Linked DNA regions of Mus musculus: region 2 is linked to region 1. The links are chromatin contacts, called in public promoter capture Hi-C maps. All regions are on one chromosome and are shown on one strand. The core of a region is the stretch at or near the end of the contact, and the rest is flanking DNA. Distances in the headings are between cores, read along the strand shown. Region 1 overlaps Elf1 (E74-like factor 1). Region 2 overlaps Sugt1 (SGT1, suppressor of G2 allele of SKP1 (S. cerevisiae)).

Region 1 (6,382 bases), core at 2,969-5,468:
ATTTATTAAGAATGGTTTAAGAAAGGTGAGGTGACAAATGTGATGTGTTCTCAGCTGGTATGTTCAGAAAATCTAGATTATAGGCGATTAAAGATGAGGTTGCAATAGGGTAAAGCAAGGTCAAGATGGTAAGACATGGATTGAAATGTCTTCAATAGGTTCTGATAGACAAGTCTTTAAAATTATTTTATTTCATTATTTTATGTGTGGGGGGTATTTTGCTTGCATGTATGTTTGGATCCTCTGGAGCTAGAGTTAAGAGACAGTTGTGGGCTACCATGTGGGTGCTGGGAATCGAACCTACATACTCTAGAAGTACAGCTAGGGCTCTTAATCACCTTTCCTGCCACAAATAGTTTCTGATAGTTGGTTTGAAATTTGAAGATCAAAATGGACCCTTACATGTTGGGCCAGGGCTAAGGTAGCCCTCTGTAGGTTGTTGGTTTTGTTGTTTTGGGTTTTTTTTTTCCCTCTTTATTTGGTTTGTTTCCTTTTGAGACAGGGTCTCGCTGTGTAGGTCTGGAACTTACTGTGTACACCAGGCTGGCTGGGAACTCACATAGGCCTGCCTCTGTTAGGATTAAAGTGTACATTACCATTCCTGGCACCTCTTTTGTTTTCAGTGGAAATCAATTTAATAGGTCAGAGAATTTATGAGAAATTCCTTAATATACATTATTCTTGAATTGAGAAATCAGATATTGATAGAAGCTATAGGCATATATGTTAGAAACGAGCATGGGTTAATTTATATAAATTATAGTAGCATCTTCTTTATTTCTTTTAGATGCTGTCTGATCAGCATAGGTTAAACCTGTGTCCTCCGACTGCGTTATGACTCCTCATGCTTTGTGTGGTTATGTTACTTAGTCCATACCACCAGCAGTGCTTGAACAGGTTTTTTTTTTTAATCAGTGTAATTTTTCTTCAAGAAATCTCATATAAGTGGAATCATACTGTATATAGGCTTTTAATACAAGTTTCTTTCAGTAAAATGCTCTGAGCATCATCTAATTGTATATAATGGTAACTCCTTTCTGTTGCTGAGGTTGGATTATGTGCTAGTGTTTTATCCTCCGATTTTGTTAACGTGTGTGCCTTGGCACCATCATAAGGAATTTAAGTGAATTATTTTGTGAAACAGGGATGGTCTCTGCACCTTTTAGAGAAGTTAACACAGAGGCTTAGAGCTTACATATGTAGGCCTAGAGTGGACAACTGGTTAATAGTAGAGTTGGGACTCACACTGTGGTCATCCACTCTGAAGTCAGTGTCTTAACCATTAGTCTACTGGGCAAATGGTTAATGTTAGTTTCTTGATTCTTTCTGCATGCTCTGTGTGTGTGTGCCTGTGCCGTAAGGTGGAGAGGCCAGAGGAATCAGGCGCTCTCTAGCCCTTTCACCTTATTCCCCTGAGGCGAGGTTTCTCGTGTGTTTTAGGCCAGCCCCGGAGAGTCTCCTATCTCTTCCTTGCAGTGCTGGGGCCGTAGGTGTGTGAGGCCCAGTCTCTTTTATGTCTCGGCTGGGTATCTGAACGTGTCCTCAGGCTTGATCCATAGGCTCTCCTCCCTCCCGAGCCACCTTCCCTTAAGGTAGCCTGAGATGTGGGTAGATCTCCCTTACTGTTCCCTGCTACTCTTTGTAATTCATTATATAAGTTTCTTTCTTAAAGAGATTAAAAAAAAAAAAAGGCCCAAAGTTTCCCCTATTTTTCTGTCTAATTTTATCGAGGAACAAAGACAACAGTTGCAGGCAATAATTTTCATGTTGCTGGGTTTTAGTCTTAAGGACCCAAGGCTTCTGGAATTGAGGCTTAAATAAAAATAAAGCTGTAATTCTTAATTAGCATAAGATGCATCTCTATGAGAATTCAGGTCATGATACCATTATTCCTTAACCTCCTCTAAACAGAATCTTTGTTTTTTAGACAACAAATACCAAACAAAATTGGCAGTGGTTGAAATTACTTAAAATAAGAGGTGCGGCTTCTCCGACACTGCCTTAGGTTTAATTAAGATAGGTAGTTGTCTTGTTTTTTGTATTTAAAAGCATAGAATTTTGCCAGGCTATTACAGACTCCTAAAGTCCTAGTACTCTGAAGCTGATGCAGTTCAGGCCTAGGTTACATAATGAACTGGAAACTTAGCAGTGAGACCCTAATGAAAAAAAAGAAACAGAAAAATTTTAAGAAGAAATAAGCAAGTTTTGGTGTGAAAATGTCTCTTTTACTTTAAGCCTATTTACTTAAATATCTTGTCATAAAATTATTTCTAGACTAATAACAGCTTTTATTTTAATGCTATTTTGTTCTGCAATGCTGAGGGTTGAACATAGGCCCTCACACATGCTAGATACATTCTGTACCACTGAGCTAAGAATACAAATTTAAAAATATATATTTTATAGAGACTGGAGAGGTTGCTCTTGGAGAGACCTGGGCTTGATTCCCAGCACCCGAATGACAGCTCACAACTGACTGTAACTCTGGTTCCAGGGATTACAACACCCTCTTCTGACCTCCATGAACACCAGGTAGACAAGTGATACACATACAGGCTAACACTCCAAAGAATAAAACAAATCCAACAAATCAAAAAGAAAACCCATTTATTAGTAAAGTATAATTGGCATAATTTCATTTTTGAAGATTCTATAAAATTTACATTACTGGCTAGTGTATGAATAGCTTCCTGCCAATTATCAAAAATCTGGTGAAGAAAGGGCTAGGAAAATGGCTCAGTAGTTAGAAACAGTTGTGCAATTGTGAGGATCTGAGTTCAAATCTCCTGCACAAACACATGCACACACCATCAGTGAATGTGAGGTAAGAAGAAGAGTGCACTGATGTGTATTTATGCCGCTCACAAGTGTGACTCAGCCGCACGGTGTGGCTATCAGGACAACTTGTAGGAGTTGATTTTTCCTTATAACTTATGGGACCCAGGCACTGAACCCAGGTCATCAGGCCTGGCAGCAGCCGTTGCTTTCTAAGCCATCTTGTGGACCCTGAGACTTTTTATGTGTCTTTAGTAGGACTTTGTTCTGCAAACAGCAGCCTAAGCCTGAGGATTTAGAAAGGCCATAGAATCAAAAGACAGAACTGAAAGGAGTCTCAAAAGTCCCCAGGTTTCCATGCTGTTCCAGGCTTTAACAAGAACAGGAAATGGGACTGGGATTTAGCTCACAGGCTGAATGCTTGTTTTTAGCATGTGCAAGACCCTGGGCTCAATTCCTAGGATTGCAAAAACCCTAGGAGAAAACAGAATGCCTGGGGAAAAGGCTGGCTTGGCAAAGCACCTGCAGGGAAGCTGGAGGGCCGTGTGTACATTCACAGAACTTACAGGAAAAGTTTGGCCTGGTAGCCTGTTCGTAAATCCAGTCTTCAGAGGAACTTGGGGGGAAGGAGACAGATCTGAAGCCTAGCTGAATCTTTGGTTTAGCGGGAGACTCTGTCTCAAAAAATAAAGATGGTGGGCCCGGAGAGAAGGCTCAACAGGTACTGACTCATCCTCTAGCCCCACAGCGTTTGATCTACACCCCATTCACTGGAAGAAGAGAGCTGACCTCTCCATTGTACATAGGGCACCTGAGTGCCCACATACAGATCAATGCACATGGAAAATAAAGGGTTGATAGCACTTGCGAGGTGAGGCAGGAAGATAGTATAAAGTTACTGCATGCACAGTGGACGGTTCTTTACAATAGAAAAGCAGTTTTGTTAAACAGCACCCCTTTCTCACCCTTCTCCCCAACTCTTTAAGTAGAAAAACCTTCCCACGATTATAATCATAACAAAATAAGCCACCTTTTAAAAATACCACTTACCTTTGTTTTGGGTACAGATGTTTTGCTTGCATGTGTGTAAATAAGTGCACACAGATGGGCCCGGTGCCTACAGAGGTCAGAGAGGTGCCCGGTCTTCTGGAGCTAGAGTTTGGATAGCTGTGAGCCAGCACATGGGGCCTGGGAATGAAATCTGGGTCCTCTTCAAGAGCTGCAAATGCTCTCATCTACTGAGCCCTCTTTCCACTCCCCAAACTGTTATCTTTAACCTCACTTCTGTCTGTCTGTCTGAAGCTTCTCTCATCAGACTGTCTCCTTTTAGAACCGCATTGTGTGACTTTTCCAGGCAATTTGCTTCTGCTTTTCCTGGCTAGAGAGGACAGAGGTCGTACAAAGGAACAGTATCATCTGAGTTCAGTGCACTGAGCCAGTGAGCTTATTGGGGTTATAGGAGCATGGGTGAGACTCCAGCAGCTGAGTCACAGAGAAAGCACCCGTCCTACAGGGATGAGTCAGGATTTAGGAGAGTGCAATCGCCCGAGACCCCCAGGCAGCCCTCGACCATGGAAGGGTCTCCTCCTTCCCAGCAGATGACATGACGCCAGGGAGCTGCACCGGATCTTCTCATTCGTATGATCTTCCTGTGCTTTTCAGTCAGGGTTCTTAGGAATTTTATGAGCTCTCTTGTATCTTTAGGAGGGAATTTTTCAATCAGGAAAAAACATTTATAAAATGGACTCTATCACACATAAAACTTTTCTTAAAAATACCTATTTTTAGCCGGGCGTGGTGGCGCACGCCTTTAATCCCAGCACTCGGGAGGCAGAGGCAGGCAGATTTCTGAGTTCAAGGCCAGCCTGGTCTACAAAGTGAGTTCCAGGACAGCTAGGGCTACACAGAGAAACCCTGTCTCGAAAAACCAAAAAAAAAAAAAAAAAAAAAAAAAAAAAAAACTATTTTTATTTATTTGTACATGAGGATCTCTCCCTCCCTCCCTCTCTCTCTTCCATCCTTTCTTTTTGTTTGTTTGCCTGCACATATGTGTGTATCCCATGTGAGTGCACGAATCTCTTGGAACTGGAGTTACAGATGGTTGTGAGCTGCTATGTGCTGGGAAACAAATCCCAGTCCTTTTAAGAATAGCCAGAGCTCTGAGCCATCTCTCCATGTTCCACCCCGATTTCTTTTTCTTTTTCTTTTTCAAAAAAATCAATAGTAACCTTCATATTGCTAAAACCAGTTGCCATTTTGCTTCAGATCTCATCTGCTTTGGTCTGAGATCAGCGGTTGACGCTCACTCACCTCTTAGTCTGTGTTTACTCCTCAGACTCCATGCCGATAGGGTAGATCTTGTTTTCCTCCTCCAATTCTCTGTGGTCCTTCTCGGCCACCCTTGTAAGCTCTTTATCATTTCCCCACCTCTAAATGATGGAGTGTCCCAGGAGTCTTTAGTATATTATCTGTAACTATATGTCATGCGCATGTGCCTAGATATATGCTAGTGATCCCCAAATTGTATTACTTGTTTTTAACCTTATTTTATAACTTAAATTATGATAGAAAATTAACAACACTTCAGTACTGATTTAAAGTCAGTACATCTTATGTTACACGATGAAAGAGTAAGAGGAAAGATATTTGCTTAATGTGTGTGTGTGCACATGCATGTGTGCATGTGTGTATATATTCTTATGCAAATACATTCTTAACAAAATAGGAGTTTCTGTAAGTGGTCACTTCCTAGTGTTGTAGCTGGCATTACTGACACTCTCTGCTGCTTGTTCTGTATTCTCTTGGTCTTCAACAAGTACCCCAGCTTGTTGTGCCCTAGGGCTGAAAAGTTGATGTGGCCAGCTGAAAGTAAACTTTCTGGCTCATTTATGGAGAATAAGGTGTTTGCTAAATCGGTAGCTCCTTTTCAGGTGCCAGATATATGAATTTGCTCAAGGAGTGAAACTGCATCTGGTTAAGTTTACAATATGGTTATTGTTTCCCAAGATCATTTCCAGACGGGTGCTGAGGACGGCCTAACAACTGCAGTCTGTCTTGGTTACTGTGTATATGGCTAGGGGCTAGAACAGTGTCTGACACACACTCAGTGCTCAGGGCACATTTTTGAAGGGTGAGAATGACTAAGAGTGCCTACAGTTAGTAATTAACATTGAGCCTGGAACATGGAGAAAACAATTTATATGTATAGACCCTCCTTCTCAAAATTAAGGCAGGGTCTCTGAACCCTGGTTGGCCCAGAACTCACTGTGTGCTAGGCTGGCCTCAAACCTTTGTCTTACTGAGTGCGAAGATTACAGGGATGCACCACCACACTGCCATCTTTTTCTTATTTTAAGATAGGACAAGAGTGGGTCAGTGTTTGAGGTTGTACTGAAACAGCAGCCTTTAATGTATTTCCCTGAAGGCTCTCATAAAAATCTCAGTGATAAACAGAATTGAAAAGCCACCTGCCTGGATAGAGGATCTCTAAGGTGTGTTCAGGCTTATGATGATAAATATTTTCAATAATTGTAAACTGGTCTGTTGAGGGACTTCTTCATGCAGAGGAGACCTTTTACGTGAGGGTTGAGTGGATGTTCAGTAGACG
Region 2 (6,212 bases), core at 287-2,786, 120 kb after region 1:
TGATTTGTGTGTGTTGCTGGGGATTCAATCCAGGCTTGCACATGCAAGACTTGTGCTTCCATGCTGACCTGTACCTACAGCTTGACGGATTCAGAGTCCATGTTACCAAGAGGTTTGGTGAATACAGGACATTTGAGGCTGCAAGTGTAAATAGAATATTCTTTTACAACAGACTTTTTTTTTTAATAAGTGGAGAAGTAATCTAAATTACTTAGTAATTAGTAAGTGAAGCTAAAATTCCAGTAAAAGAAGTTTAGCTGCAACTAATATTTGTTGCTACATATTGTATTGTCATCATCTGAGCCGTTGTTTTATACGGCTAGCAGGCCCCTGCGTTTGATTACATCAGCAGCCCCATAGACACTAGAGTTATGTGCTGGATTATGAACAGTATCAATGGCTACAATATCACTGGGCAGCCAGAAGTATTAAGCTGTGTCATCTTATGACATCAGTATTAAGTACAATTCATTATTGACCAAATCATTTTGATGCACTGTAGGGCTCCATGCACATAATAGGGTTGTTGGTAGGTTGTGTGTTCACTGCATTATAAGTAGATAACCAGGTCACATGTAGTTGACCACATGTCCCTCTGTTGTATGTGCCATAATTAAAAAGAAATTCAGAGTACATTAGAATATGCTTGGCAAAGAGGGAACATTAAGTGTGGGTCCTTAAAGTTCTATTTAACTGGTATTTTACTGTCTTCAGCAAAATAAGATCATGTCATTTGGGGGTGGATTTTATTTTCACTTGTAAGTCAATTTTCCACACAATGCATCTACTAATAGCAGAATACATGGTCCTTATATGGGAGTGCACACGATGTGCCTACCTACTTACTCTAGAATTGTCCTTTGTCAGCTGTCTTCAAACTTGCTAACCTCTCTGGAATGCCTAAGGTTAAATAAAAATGTTGAATTTATATTGAATTATTTTTAGTAGCCTACATATGGGAGAGTGTGTTTGATCCATTTTAAGAAAAATACTGTATTTTGATACACAATACAGGAATAAACCTTTTTTTGTTTTTTGTTTTTTTTTCTCTTTTAATTGCAGATGGAGTCTGGTGGTACAGTCTTGAGTACCAACTGGTCTGATGTAGGTAAAAGGAAAGTTGAAATCAACCCTCCCGATGATATGGAATGGAAACAGTACTAAATAAATCAATTTGCTATCACTGTATTGCGTGTGTTCGAGAGAGCCCATTGTGTGCTTTATCATATTCTTGAGTTTTAAACAGTATCTTTTGAAAGATTAAACCTTCTTGCCTCTCTGTGCTTTAGAAATGATTTTTCCTGCAAGTATTCTAAAGAGTGACAATCACATCTTATCATTTCTGTCCTTAAGGATTTTGCACATCCTGAAACTGAATGAAATGCCAGTTGTTCCTAGATAGATCCGCTCTGTCTAGTTATGAAGTGGAGAAATCTTTAATAGCATCTTGGGTAATTGCCTTATTTTTGATGCAGTGTTCTGTCAATAATTGATTAGACCTGGCAACTTTGGTGGGTCTAACGTTTTCAGCTTCAGTGTTGTGTTTACTTTTCAGAGCTGCTTTGGAATGAGAGCTGTGCATTTCTCTGTGAAGGCTGCTGCTTTATTTACCTTCCTCTTAAGTTTTTCCTGGGAACTTTGAGAAATTGCTGCAGAGAATTCCCTCATTTAGTTTTTATGAGAAGTATTTGTAACTGCAGCAAGATTTTGGTTCTACCTTCTAAATTCTCGAATAAAGCATAGATTCTCGAGTTTACCAGCACACAGATGTAACTGTCAATAAGTAATCTGAGTTGGAGACCAAGAGAATGCCAGGCCTCCTCTGCCACCATTACTGTGGTTTCAGTACTTAAATGGAGAGAGATGCCCTTAGTTTCAGAGTGTATAGTATAGCAGAGAGAAGGCTGACATTCAGGAAAACTTAGGAATGGCTGAATGTTGGGCTACAGAATAGTTTTAACAAACCAAAAAAAATTACCCCATGATGAATTCTTTGCAGTCTATAATAATGCATATTCCACTGGCAACTCACAGATTTGACATCATTTTATCAGCCTTTGTATAGCCTAGTGGCGGGTCTGTGCTCTGGTAGGTGTTACTGATAATTTTGTGGCAAGACACTCCCTTGTATCCTCAGAGCTGATGGTGAAGTGAAGGAGAAACATGTTGGAAAGCATTTCAGCTGCAGAAAGTGTAGGAGAGTTCATATTTACAGTGGGCTGGTCCCAGACCCTTTGCTAATAGCTTGTGGAAGTGCACTGGAGATTAGGAGAGGCTGGCTCCGAATGAATCCCTGATGCCCGCCTCACCTTCCAGTGACTGTTACGTGCTGGATAACTGGCATTACCGGTTCACACCACCATGTTTGGCTTAATCTTTTTGTTGGTGGTGTCCATGCTGAAGTTCTAACTGACCTTTTGCCCACGTAAAGCTGCAAACTACTGTCCTTGTTCTTGAGCACTAAAGGGAAAGGCAAGGTTGACTTCTTGCTAGAGTGGAGTTCAGGAATTCTTTCCTTTGGGAAACAAGATAGTGGGTTGTGGTCTAGATGTTAAATTATCTCAGTGTCTTTGATCCTAAGGGGAAGAGAGGCTTGCTACAGAAGCAATAAAGGCAGGACACCTCCACCAATGTACAAGAATTTCCAGCCCACTCACTTTATAATTTTCAGCAGTTAAGCCTCCCCCCACAAGAGATATCCTTATTGTATGTGTATGTGTGTTTGCATGAGTGTATGTACAATATTTGTGTGTGTATACACCCAGTGCCGCAGAAGAGGCCGCAGGATGCTCTGGAAATGGAGTTGCAGACTCTGTGAGCCTCCTCCATGTGGGTGCTGATAACCACGCCAGATCCTCTGCAAGAGCAACAAGTGCTTAATGACAGCCGTCTCTCCAGCCCCAGTATTAAGCCTGTTAGATTGTAATTCCTTTAGTAAATAATATCTAGAGTCTTAGAATTAAAAGATTGTGAATATAAATAAATCGTATTTTTACTGTTCAACCTTTAAGAGTTTTCATATCTGATATTTTTGCATTTATTCTTAAGGCTCCGTTATATAGAGATCTTACCCATTAGCCACACTTGCTACACACTGTTGAGACTCAGGGTTTTGCTGGAGTAAATGGACTTCCTAATGTATGACTAAAAGCATTATAAAATGTGCCTAAGCACATTAGAGTTATCCGGCAAAGGAGCTTGGAGAAATGGGCCAGACTTGCCCAAAAGTGCACATTCAGAGGCCTGCTTGTTTCTCTGTCTCAGATAATGGAAGCTTACAAGCTTCCACAGGGGTCTAAATAAGAGTCTCTTACTGGTGTCTTTTTATTTTCCTCCTCCTCCTCTTCCCCACTCCCTCCCTCCCTCCTTCCCCCCACTTCCTGTTTATTTCTCAAGTTTTGCTGCTTTCAGTGTCTTAAATTAGCCTCAAATGTCCCGCCATCAGGGTTTTCCTTGGACTTCTGTCCTTCCTGCTTCTACCTCCCCAGGGCTGGAATTCCCACCTCGGATGCGCGCTTCCTCCTCCCCCTCTTTTCTATCTCAGAGCTTAGGGAATAAAGTGCTATGGTATTCTGAATTTTCTGATAAGCCTTGGGTTATTTGGAGAATACCTTTGCTCTAAATCCTTCTAAAATGCATTAGTCTAAAATGAGAAACTAGAAAATATATTTGTAGTGAAGCAGTGTTAGACTGAATGTGCTACAGGGGCCAGGCAGCATACCGAGGATTTGGCCTGTGAAGAGATGTTCAGCTGTGCACACAGAGACTGGCAAGATAAACTGGCAGAGCATCTGATTTATATACCCAGAACACTGGCAGAGGTGAACAGGTTTGATGCTGGAGGTAGCGCTTAGTGCAATGTATGCTGCTAGTCTGAGCTTGGTCTCTCTTCCTCTCCTTTAGATAGGATCTTGCTATGTAGCACAGGCTAGCCTGCTAACATAGTCTAAGCTATCCTGGAACTTGAGGCAACCCTCCTGCCTCAGGATCTAGGAGTTCAAAGCTAGCCTGGCACATCCTAGAGCTGGTGATTGCCTGACGTTTTTGCCATATGCACTGGAACAAATCCAGAAAACGAGGCCCATAGATTCTATATTTCATGTGCACAAGCATGTGTGTGTGCACACACATACATATATGCACATACATGCACACCCACCTGCCCAAGTATCAGTACAAAAAAGTGTTGGGAATAACAGTAAATGTTAACACGTGACAGGAGTGGAGTAACAATTGGAATTTGTATACCTATTAGGAATTACAGTTTAATTTCACTTTACTGTGAATACCCTGATTATGTAGATGTGAATTAATTTGCATATTGTATTTTCAGGAAATTCTGAATCTGGTTACTTATTTCTGCTCTTCCTTACACATCAAATGACAGTATATTATTGTAATTTTTGCTTACCATAGCAATTGTTTTGCAGTGTAGCGACAGTTATAGCAGAGTAAATACGGAGATGAGATTGGATTATACAGAATGACTGCTTGTGAACAGGGCCATGAGGATAAGAGTGGTACAGGAGTTTATATTTAATGGTCTTGTTAAACCGGATCAGCAGAGCACATTTCTATGGCCCATCTGCTAACACTGAAGGTAGTTTTGAAATCTCTCATTTCCCTAACCATACATTGGCATTCCCTTCCTGTCAAGACGAGGAGCCAGAAGGAAAATGGGTTGGTTTTCCTAGAGCTGGAGTGGTTCTTAAATACCATGTAGTCCAAGATCCGCCCTCCTCCTGCCACAGTGTTCATGGCTGTTTCTTCATAATGGTTCTTGGATCTTAGCCCACATAACTGTCTAGTGCTGCGACTGTTTCTTACGTCAGGCAACTGGATTATGACATTAGGAGGGTGCTGCGCATAATGTTTAGGATAGAGCTCACCTGGAAGGCTTAGGGGTTTTGTTTCAATGTTTAAATGTAGACTTTGGCTTCTCTCCTGAGAATTTGAACCACTGGGTTTGGGATTGTTGAGTAGTCTGTAATTTTAATGACTGCTGACATGGAAGGAGGTGACCTTGAAAGTGGTATGTAGAGCCCTTAGGGGTAAAGAAAGGTAAGACATCCAGGCTACACCAGTCACCCTCAGGGCCTTGTGGTCATTTTAGAAAAGAGTGAAAAGATACCACCAGGGAAAGTTTGGTTCCTGTCAGTAGAAATTAAATGACCGGGCTGGGGGCGGGAAAGATGGCTCGGGGAGTGAAGAGCACTTCCTGCTCCTGCAAAGGACCTGTGCTCAGTTCCCAGGGCCTCCGTGATGGTTAACAACCACCTGTAGCTCCAGTTCCAGGGGTCACATGCCCGAGAGGCCTCCCTGGGCACCAGGCACATAAACAGTACACATACTTATATGCAGGGAACACTCATTTATATTAAAAAACAAAACCAAACCCAGGGCTGGAGATAAAGGTTAGTTATTGGTAGAGCACTTGCCCTAATGTGTTAAAGGCTTTGGATTCAATTCCCAGTAATATTGAAGTTTTCTGTTGTTTTGTAAGACAGGATCCTTGCTCAATAGTTATTTTGAACTTTGGGGACCTTAGGATAAAGTCAACAGGAATGTGTTGTGTTGTTTTTTTGAGATAGGGTATCTTTAGGACAGGCTGGCCTCAAACTTGTAGCAATCTTCCCGCCCCAGCCTCCCAGTGCTATGATTTATAGACATTGCACAATGCCTGGTTTTGGAATATGATTTTAACGGAAAACAAACTGGTTACATTAGTAACATGCCCTGCTTGACTGATTGTTCCAGGTCTTTGTCATTCTAAGTCAAATTCATTATAAAAAAAATAAGTAATATACTGTGGACTAGTTAAGGATGTAAACCTTTGAAAATAAAATTCTTAGCTATCAAATAATCCACAACTTGGAATACAGAAGAATAGGAAACCACAATAGTCATGTTTCAATAAAGCAAAATAATTGAGTGTAAATTTGCACACAGGTCAGTTAAAGGTACATACAGTTATTGCTTCCAGTTTCCTTGCTTTTAGAAGGTCTGTACCTATCTACAGAGGAGTGTAGAAAAAAAGGGTTCAGCTTTTGGGAGTTCCAAACCAGTTGCTATGGTATGACTGAAGAAAACATTTACAGGGGAACAGGCACAAAAGAGGAGCAGAAATAGGAACAACATTGGTTTTAGTGAATCGGTGACAATTGGGGCAGAACCATTTAAATTGTTCTGATTATTTTAAAGATTTTTATGTG

The links. Capture Hi-C pulls out chosen DNA fragments and counts their contacts.
Region 2: a contact with region 1 is called in a promoter capture Hi-C map of liver. The contact joins two enhancer-like sites. A contact is called at or near these places in 3 of 9 other capture datasets (adipose tissue, liver and pancreatic islet).

The regions. Positions count from the first base shown.
Region 1 is chr14:79,504,948-79,511,329 of GRCm38.p6, forward strand. All of the region lies in intron 1 of Elf1 (E74-like factor 1), which reads left to right. It also overlaps the pseudogene Gm9243. Among named protein-coding and RNA genes, the nearest start is that of n-TEttc4, 26 kb to the left of the region's middle. Within about 2 kb of position 4,219, at least 46 of the 459 cell types and tissues checked have an H3K27ac peak or open chromatin away from gene starts, as enhancers often do. A contact at or near this core is called in liver, where this site is marked.
Region 2 is chr14:79,627,790-79,634,001 of GRCm38.p6, forward strand. Sugt1 (SGT1, suppressor of G2 allele of SKP1 (S. cerevisiae)) reads left to right here. Exons shown (of 13, transcript NM_026474.6): 13 at 1,063-3,008. The coding sequence ends at 1,164. Among named protein-coding and RNA genes, the nearest start is that of Cnmd, 31 kb to the right of the region's middle. Within about 2 kb of position 1,537, at least 1 of the 459 cell types and tissues checked has an H3K27ac peak or open chromatin away from gene starts, as enhancers often do. A contact at or near this core is called in liver, where this site is marked.